Regions from separate parts of the Zea mays genome. Here all the other regions are linked to region 1. The links are chromatin contacts, called in public Hi-C maps. All regions are on one chromosome and are shown on one strand. Each heading gives the region's core, a stretch centred on a gene start, on an enhancer-like site or on the middle of the called end of the contact. The rest is flanking DNA. Distances are from core to core; before and after follow the strand shown. Region 1 holds the start of LOC103632351 (F-box protein At1g47056). Region 2 holds the start of LOC103632344 (kinesin-like protein KIN-4A). Region 3 holds the start of LOC103632346 (type I inositol polyphosphate 5-phosphatase 2).

Region 1 (2,877 bases), core at 147-2,646:
ACTCAGAGGTCACCCGACGGCACTTCTTCACCTTAACCTTGACAAGGCGTGGGCAGCCTTCAGCAAGCTTATTCATTCCTGCATCAGACACTGGACATGCCTTGATGCACAGCTTACGCAAAGCAGAACATTTGGAGGCGACACATGACATCTCTGCATCACCAAACGTGTCGGACCCACACAGTGCGAGCCGCTCTAAGGTGGGGCAGTTCGTTGCAATCAACTCAAGACTTAATGATGTCAAATTCACACCAATGAGGACCAGTTCCTGCAAGCTGGAACATTTCTGTGCAACAGCCGCAAGCCCCCGGTCACCAATCCTGTTTGCTTTCCAACCATCAACATGCAGCTTGCGGAGGCGTGGCGACTTAGCAGCAAGCTCAGCTAATCCGATATCAGTGACCTCAGGTGCCTTGGCAAGGTAGAGTACCTCGAGCCCATATAAGGCAGCTACACCCCAGTCACTGACCTGCAGCTTCTCGAGATGGAGCTCGGCTAGGAGAGAATCCCTTGGAACGTCCTGGAGCACGATATCCCAGTTACCCGCGCATCTGATAATCTTGAGGGTTTTGAGGTTTGGCGACTGAGTGATCAAACAGGAGAAGCACTGGCCGTTGTACAGATCCTTAAGCGATAGAGATTGAAGGCGTGGGCTGGAGACGGAGATGGGCTCTGACTCAGCGAGGCCACGGAGGCGCTTGACGGAGAGCTCCTCGAGGTGGAGGCACGAGCGGAGGACAGCCTCGATTCCCTTGGCCCCGAAGTCGCAGGATCCGACGGAGAGCTTGCGGAGGTTGGCGGCCGCGGCGGCGAGCGCGGCGACCCCATCGTCGGTGACCGCACGCAGGGAGCGGAGCTTGAGGCGCCGAAGGCCCGGGCCGAGGCGGTCCGCAACTTGCGCGAGGGCCGGGTCGCCCACGCTCTCGGCGCGGCGGTCGCACTTGAGCGCGAGCTTGGAGACGGCGGGGAAGCGCGCGAGGAGGCGGGGGAGGGCGGATTCGGCGAGCGGCGATGCCCTGGCGTCGATCGCGAGGCGGAAGCGGGAGGCGGCCTCTACGACCAGCCAGCGGCGGCAAACGAGGGAACATCGCTTGCGGTCGCCGGAGCCGAGAAGACCGAAGACGAGGGCGAGGAGCTCCTCAGGGAGGTCGGCGGTGTGATCCTCCCCGACGGCGTCGGCGATGGAAGAGAGGATCTGCGGCGGAACGGACAGCGCGGGCGACAGAGGCAGGGGCGGGGGCTTGCGGTGGCGCGGGGCGGAGAGGCACTGGCCCATGGGAACGGGCGGCGGCGGATCTGCCGAGGAAGGGGAGGAGGACCGGGGAGGAGAGGAGTGGTTGGGTGGACGGCTGGACGCTGCGGACGCCACCAAGGGATTCATCCCGATTAAATGCTACTGTCCTGTCCGTGGGCTAATTCCACGCCAGTTTCTTTTTTTTCTTTGTATTATTATTACTACTATTAATTACTTTATTTCTGTGGTTTGCCTGGCTAGTCGCGTGCGATTTGGGCTTGGGCAAAACAATGACATTAGCCATTGACGCCGCTACTCTTACGAATTCCATAATTACGATGGCAAATCCTTTTTTCTAAATTTCCCGTTTGATGAAAGCTTTGTTTGACCTTTTAATATAAAGGATACTATCAGAAAAATACTCTTGATGTTCCGAAAGAGCAAAATTAAAAATGCTTCCGTTTATAAATATATGATATTATTGACTTTAAAAAAATTAACCATTCATCTTATTCAAAATAATAATGACTTATTATTAGTTTATGCTTGATTTAAAATCTTATATTTTTAAATAAATAATGAATAAAACGAGTGGTCAAAGTTTTCGAAAAAAGTCAACAGTGTTATTTGTGAACGGAGGTAGTATCCTATACGCTTAAATTGTCTTAAATATGACTTTGAATATTTTGATTTTTTTGAATTTTTTAATAAGAGGCTTCGGTCAAATTTGATGTCGAAAAGTTAAGTGAATTATAAACGGGGACAAAGAGAGTATATCGTAGTGACAAATGTGGTTTACTCTGACTTTCTTCAGTGAATTGTGTAAAATAGGAGGCATGAAACCGTAGATGGCACTGTTTGCCGTTGTTTGTAGAGTGTCACACCCGGTCCTATGGGCAAAACCGAATACATAGCATATATGTGCCAGAATCTATTTATCACATATATATTGACGTCACAAGTGTAATATATCAAAAGACAATGTAATAAATGCGTAAAGAGTGTATAATAACTTTATTACATCATCCAGACATAAAAGCCTCAAATAGTATCATCATCAAAGTACGACGGATATAGCATGGGCAATCTTCCACAAGAAGATGACTCGCACATCGCTAGACTCAGTACTCGTCATCACCATCGTCACAGTCTTCCTCATCAGCTTCTAATCAAAATATTAGCAAGGGGTGAGCTTATTTATGGTGGGGGCTCAGTAAGTGGGAGAAGTTATACAAGGTTTACAAGGTAGGCTATGGATAATCGGTAAGCATTTTAGTTGGTCAATATTTTATTAACAACGCCTATCTTACTAATTGTAAGTGTATCTTAAAATATCTCAATTAATCATAAGCATATGATTATATCAAAAACATTTAAGTGAAACCACTTAAGCAAAACATTTATAAATCATCGGATCACGATTTGTTCTCCATCTTTAAGTTCAGTTATCATGTGAGGGTCCAGGTTGCACTTAACCGTGAGCACGGCTCACATATCATTTTACACTCTGCAGATGTGGTACAACTTTATCTACAAGCCATGTATCCCATCTAGCCTAGGTTGTACGGACACATAAACACTGCCGAGGTGAATGGCTAGGGATCCATTATGAGGCTTCCACAAAATATTCTTAGTACATAGCC
Region 2 (2,877 bases), core at 264-2,763, 660 kb after region 1:
GGTCAAGCCCATGCTGCAGCGCAGGCTGCTGTATTCTGGTACAGCTAACTTTAGGCAGTGGCACTGGCAGTCCACAACCAAACCTCCCACCAACAAGCTTGTGCCCAGCCTTGGATGAAATAAGAAAAAAAGAGAAAGAGAGAGACCGAGCCGTGAAATATATAAAAAAACAAACAAGTACATTGTTCTGGAAGGCACATGGGACTGGCTAACCACCGAGACGTGAAAGGGGATCCAGCACTTTGTGCAAAACAATATGATACTCAGATAATGTGACGTGCATGTGTGCGCGCGCGAGAGAGGGGCACCTGCCCCCGCATAAACTACGGGATTATTACGTCGCTGTTAGAGGGGAGGTGGAGCGTTGGCATCAGCGACGTCCCGCGCGCAAACCGAATGTGGCCTGTTGAGACGCCATTCACGCGTACGCCTCCTCCTCCTCCTCCTCCTCCTCTGTTTCTGCTTGCTTGCTAACCTAATGGCATAGCAGAATTGACGCCCCATCAGCTTCGATCGATGGAGTTAGGAGTGTTGTTTGTTTCATCGTCTATCTACTGTCCTCTGAGTGACGGCGACGTCGCCATGCATGCTCTCGACACTCTTGCGCCTTGCAACTTATTAGGAGTACTTGTTACTTTACTACTCCGTTCTGACTTGACTCTAGACCACGTTCTGTGTGTGCTGTGCTGTCATATATAGCGTCGTTGGCCCGTGTTCGTTTTTTTTTGTAGCGGTGGTGGGAGGAGGAGGAGGAGATGGGGACAGCGTTTGTTAGCGATTCGAGGGGGAAAGCTTATTACATGAAACAACGGCACCAGTCAATGCTTTTCGGTCCCCCAAGTTAATTTCTTGTGGTCTTGTGGAAGCCACTAGGCAACGATGCGGCAGCGTCACGTTTATGGATGGGAAATACGTTACGGTATGTATAAAGTGCATGAGAACTCAACGTGGCGCTACAGTTACAGTATGCCTGGCTCCACATCACCACATGCAGTGCACTGCCGTACCGTGTACGTAGCTTGTCTTGTCCCGCTGTTGTTTTCCCTAGCTACTACACGTTGCCATTGTCCGTTACATTTACTATATATATATACTACCAGTACCAGAGAGCAGGTGGGCAGCTCTGATGTTCTGGCTCCTGACTGCCTTCACAGGCACTGAATCGGAGCAACAGTTCCGGTTTCTCTTTCTATTATTTCTCGATTAATAAGGCGAGAAAAAGGCGACCAGCGAATGAAATGGGGAAAATGTGTTTTCCTGATAGAAATCCTGCCCGCGATAATTATTTTTTTTATAAAAAAAAATTAGCACTACGTCTCGCTTGATAGGGATCCGTACGGAAAAAGATAAATCAGCAGATGGTAGGATTTACTTTCAAGACGAGAGAGAGAGAGGTCAGTTCGGTCAATTGTGCTTGGGTCACTAACAACCAAGAAGATGCCACGTCCTTGTTGCGGCGGACGGACGAGCGAGCGAGCGAGCAGTGGAAAGGTAATAACACCGCAGCTGCAGGCAGTGATTAATCACTCGCTCTCTCGCTCGCTCCCCGTCCCTGCCCACTCACTCACTCACCTTCGCCGGGAAAAAAAGGAGGAAAGGAAATAAAATACTCCAAGCCAAGAGAGCGGCAGGCCGCAGGGGCACCCCCCACACCCACAGGCCATCCTTCACCAGCACACACTCATCTCCCACACCTAGCCTAGCCTTGCTTTGTCCTCCTCCGTCTCGCTCTCGCTCTCCGTCTCCATTCCCACCCACCACCAAACACCAGGCCCAAAGGACCCCCCGCCTTCCCAACTAAGAGCACCAGCGCAGCGGGGAGGGGGAATCAGGGCAGCAAGATCCGAGCAGCAGGAGTGGCAAGCAGCATTTGTAGCCACAGCTCGCTCACTCAATTGCAGCTAGCCGCGGTTGCGGTTGGACTGGATCGGCGGCAGGGCAGGGCAGGGCAGGGCGCGCGGCGGTGGTGGTAGTTGCAGAAGTGACGGTCAAGTTTTCCTCGCTCCTTGCTTCGGCCGAGACTCCGCCTGACGCTACTACCAACATCTCCACCTGAATCCATCTCTATCTACCTCGCACGAACGAACAGAGACAGGGGAGGGGAGGGGGGGAATTGAAGTGTAACCCAAGGAAAGGAACCATGATGGTGTGGCAGGCGGAGGAGGAGGATTGATCCATCCGTCAACCCATCAGACCCGTCCATCCATCGGTGGTGGTGGTGGTGGCTGCTGTTACTCGCTATCACCATCTGCTGCTGCCTGCTTTAGTCTTTTGCTTCACTTCTCTTCTTTCTATCCTTCCTCCCCCTGTCTGTTTGTCTGTCTTATTGCCCTCCCTGTTCTTGTTGCTGCTTGCATTGAGAAAAGAGAGAGAGAGAGACAGAGAGAGATAGAAAGTGGTTGCTAGTTGTATGGTCGTCCGGTGGGCGCGATGACCATGGAGCACGGCGAGGATTGCTGCGTCAAGGTGGCGGTCCACGCGCGCCCCCTCATCGGCGACGAGAAGCTGCAGGGCTGTAAGGACTGCGTCGCCGTCGTGCCGGGCAAGCCGCAGGTATCGATTCTGCGACTTCTTTGCTTCTTCGCTGGGGAGTGGGCCGGGCATGAATCTTCGGATGTTTCTGAACCTGTGTTTCCCGCCCTCCTGCGTGTGCCTTGTTTACATCTCGGATACACAATTCAGACTCTGGATTGACCCCTGCCAAACAATATTTTTAGAAGTCTGCCTGTCCTGCTATTTCCCCATGTTTTCTAGTACAATTTTCAGAGGCATTTTGACACTGCATGCAGATTTTCAGGGTGTTTCTTCTTCTTCTTCTTCTTCTTCTTCTCTGTATTCTATTCTATCTTGCACCGCTGAGAGTCTGTTTCGCCAACA
Region 3 (2,877 bases), core at 279-2,778, 550 kb after region 1:
TCAAGTTCCCCAACAAAACCCTTACTTCTTATATGTCCCACTGCCTTCTTCTCCACTCTATGGCATATCTATACTATACTTAAAGCACCAGTTTCAACGGTCGTCCCGCGTCATCTTTTTACAAATAACCCCTCACAGCTATTTCAAATTAACCCGTTGCACGCCTATAGATGGCCAAACGGCGGCCCGGCACGGACCAGACGCCCGTGAGCCACAATTCTGGCCCAGGCACGTCATGCCGGCCTGCTGACTATGCTGGGCTAGCTCGTTAGCCCGTCGGCTAATTTGATTAAATCAGCGTAAAATGTTAAAAACCAATGCAGGAGGTGGGGTTCGAACCCATGCCTTGATGCAAGAAGGGCGGGAGACACTGGTGAAACTGTCTAACAATATTGAATATAAATTGTATACATGTATATACGTTTTTTTGTAAAATAAAAAATATATAATCGTGTTGGACCGGGCCAGCACTACAGGCCGAGACTATAGCCCAAGCACGACACAACGTTCTTGGCTCTTGCAAATATTATGTCGTTTCTGAGACCACATTGGCACAATGGACTCCATGGTGTTTGAGGTTGCTGAATTGGATGGAGCAACAATGATTTGTCACACTAACAGTAAAATGAAAGGTTATTTGTTGGTTTTAAACGTTAGTAATTGCTACAAAGTAGCATAATTTATATGGAGTGCATCCAGTTTTTATTGATGGCTGACTTTAGCAATCACTCTATATTTTGATCTATCTTTTTTATAAGTTTAAGTTCATGGGACTTATTTTAGAAACTTGAGCTCACAAACTTTCTCTTATTTGGTGTCTGTATGGTGGAATTATGTCATTTTATAATCTCTGTTCGTTTAATCAGTCGTTGTGAACTCTATTCTAATCGTTCACTTCATTGGCCGTGTTATACCAAGACATATTGGATGGAGTAAACAATAACATCAGTTAGCAAAATCAAAAAAATATTATACGGAGAGCGGGGACAATCAATAAAAAAACTTGAAATTTTTTTGCTGAATAGTTTACATAGATATTGTTGTAAGCCGTCGCAACGCACGAGCAACCGACTAGTTGACATTAATGTTTCACTCTGATGTAGCTCTTCCTCCACTTCTTATGTGAGCTGTCTCACTCTGTTTCACTTTGAGAAATATCTTGCTATCCTAGATGGTTAGAGGCCTTCCTGTTCTTTGATTCGGAACCAAGAGCCTAGTGTCTCTCTATTTCCATAGTAAAGTGAACAGGACCAGGACCACAGATAGTGCCCGTCTCCACCAATTTTTTGCGTCATCTGTCTGTGCTAATAAGTAATGGCTGTTTTGATCCATCAAATCCAGTATTTCTTTTCTCGAACACGCTGAAGAGCCCATCAAATCCAGTATGATCCACACATATGTGGACCTGTCCATCTCTTCGAACAGTATGATGATGCTGTGCTTGTCCCTGTCACATGGTATAATGTCTTGTTGGACCATGTGCACTTGGTAGAAGTTCATGCAGGACAAACACTGGATGTTGTCCACCAATTGTGCTCAAATTTTCGCATATCTACCCTTTTCTTAGTTTTCTTATGCTAGAAAGCAACAGTTGTTATATTGGTGTCTACTTCACATATTCTCCATGACCAAGTGGACAGCGGTGGGAGTATTCAATATGGATCTTACTGCTGCAAAAGCTATTCTGCAATTTGAAGGACAAGTGGTAACAGTGAACTAGCTGGAAACTTAATGCCGACTTCCACTTTGTCTAGTTGCATCTTTCCTGTATGTATTTATCTTGCATCTGCTTCCCCCCTAGTAACTCGTTGGAACATATCCCCCTAGTAGATAGTTGGAACATATGGACCTGTCTTTTCTTTGAAATGGAGGGAGGTTCGAAGTTTTGTTCCTAGCCTTCCTTGTAGCGTTGAAGATGATGAGAGATCAAAGAAGAAAACAGTCAGAGGTAATCTGCAGAAATGGGTAGCTTCAGTATATGCTTGTATGAATTATGATGGATCGTTTTTCCCTTTTACTGCTCTTGATAATGCCGAGTTATCTGACCTGGTATAAATTGCAGCCATTTTGGTCTTCAATGGTGATGAAAAAATGGCTAAACATCAGGCCGAAATTAAATGATTTCAGCGAAGACGAGTTTGATACAGGCAGTGAGGATAGTGGTATGAGGAATTGCATGGGTATTCTCTACAAATTTCTTTGCTTGTATCCTCAATAATTTCACGCAAATTAGAATTTTACACCTTTTCTCAGACGGTACTAACTCTGGAGATGATAATAACTTCTTTGAGATACATGGAAATCTCAAATACATGATTAGCAAATCATCAGGTAAGATTGTTTCCATAAACGCCTACAGTGATGTCTATAGCTTGACTGCGTTTTAAGCAGTGTTTTCCTAAATGCTTAACAGTGGGTCACCTACCATATAGTGACTATTTTGGCTAAACGGCCATTTAAATGGGAAATCAAGTTTAACATAATAGCACAGCTCTGGCATGTATTGTAAGTTTATTGTAGCATTCATTATAACTAGTTGACTAGTGCTTGTGGAGCTAAAGTTTGCTTTGCTTGCTACAACATTGTAGAAAAATACCATACTGTTCCTAATGGTGGCATAACAATGATTCTCTTGCAGCTTTAGGTTTGCAAAATTATTTCTCAAACACGCAGCGTCATTTCATTAAGAAGAATAGAGTGTACATAGAGTACAAGGGGAGAAGAATCTCCAAGCACACACACTAACACACAGATTTGCAAAATAATACCCTATCTTGAACCTGCAAAGCTCAGATTTATGCGGATATGTTGATACCCTATAAATAGAGTTTAGAAATGAGGATTTAAATTGTAGTGGTTTCTGTATATTCACAATAT

The links. A called contact is a pair of places that touch in the nucleus more often than the background predicts.
Region 2: a contact with region 1 is called in a Hi-C map of leaf, with 3 times the contacts expected there. The contact joins the promoter of LOC103632344 here to the promoter of LOC103632351 in region 1. A contact is called at or near these places in 4 of 25 Hi-C or Micro-C datasets (ear, leaf and tassel).
Region 3: a Hi-C map of endosperm shows a contact between it and region 1, with 4 times the contacts expected there. The contact joins the promoter of LOC103632346 here to the promoter of LOC103632351 in region 1. A contact is called at or near these places in 8 of 25 Hi-C or Micro-C datasets (bundle sheath, ear, endosperm and 3 more) and 1 of 3 datasets of contacts at active chromatin or transcription factors (leaf).

Annotation. Positions count from the first base shown.
Region 1 is chr7:49,779,554-49,782,430 of Zm-B73-REFERENCE-NAM-5.0, reverse strand. LOC103632351 (F-box protein At1g47056) reads right to left here and starts at 1,396. Exons shown (of 1, transcript XM_008654167.3): 1 at 1-1,396. The coding sequence starts at 1,381.
Region 2 is chr7:49,116,250-49,119,126 of Zm-B73-REFERENCE-NAM-5.0, reverse strand. It overlaps LOC103632344 (kinesin-like protein KIN-4A), which reads left to right and starts at 1,513. Exons shown (of 25, transcript XM_008654154.3): 1 at 1,513-2,553. The coding sequence starts at 2,431.
Region 3 is chr7:49,229,747-49,232,623 of Zm-B73-REFERENCE-NAM-5.0, reverse strand. LOC103632346 (type I inositol polyphosphate 5-phosphatase 2) reads left to right here and starts at 1,528. Exons shown (of 10, transcript XM_008654158.4): 1 at 1,528-1,948; 2 at 2,063-2,162; 3 at 2,254-2,331. The coding sequence starts at 1,916.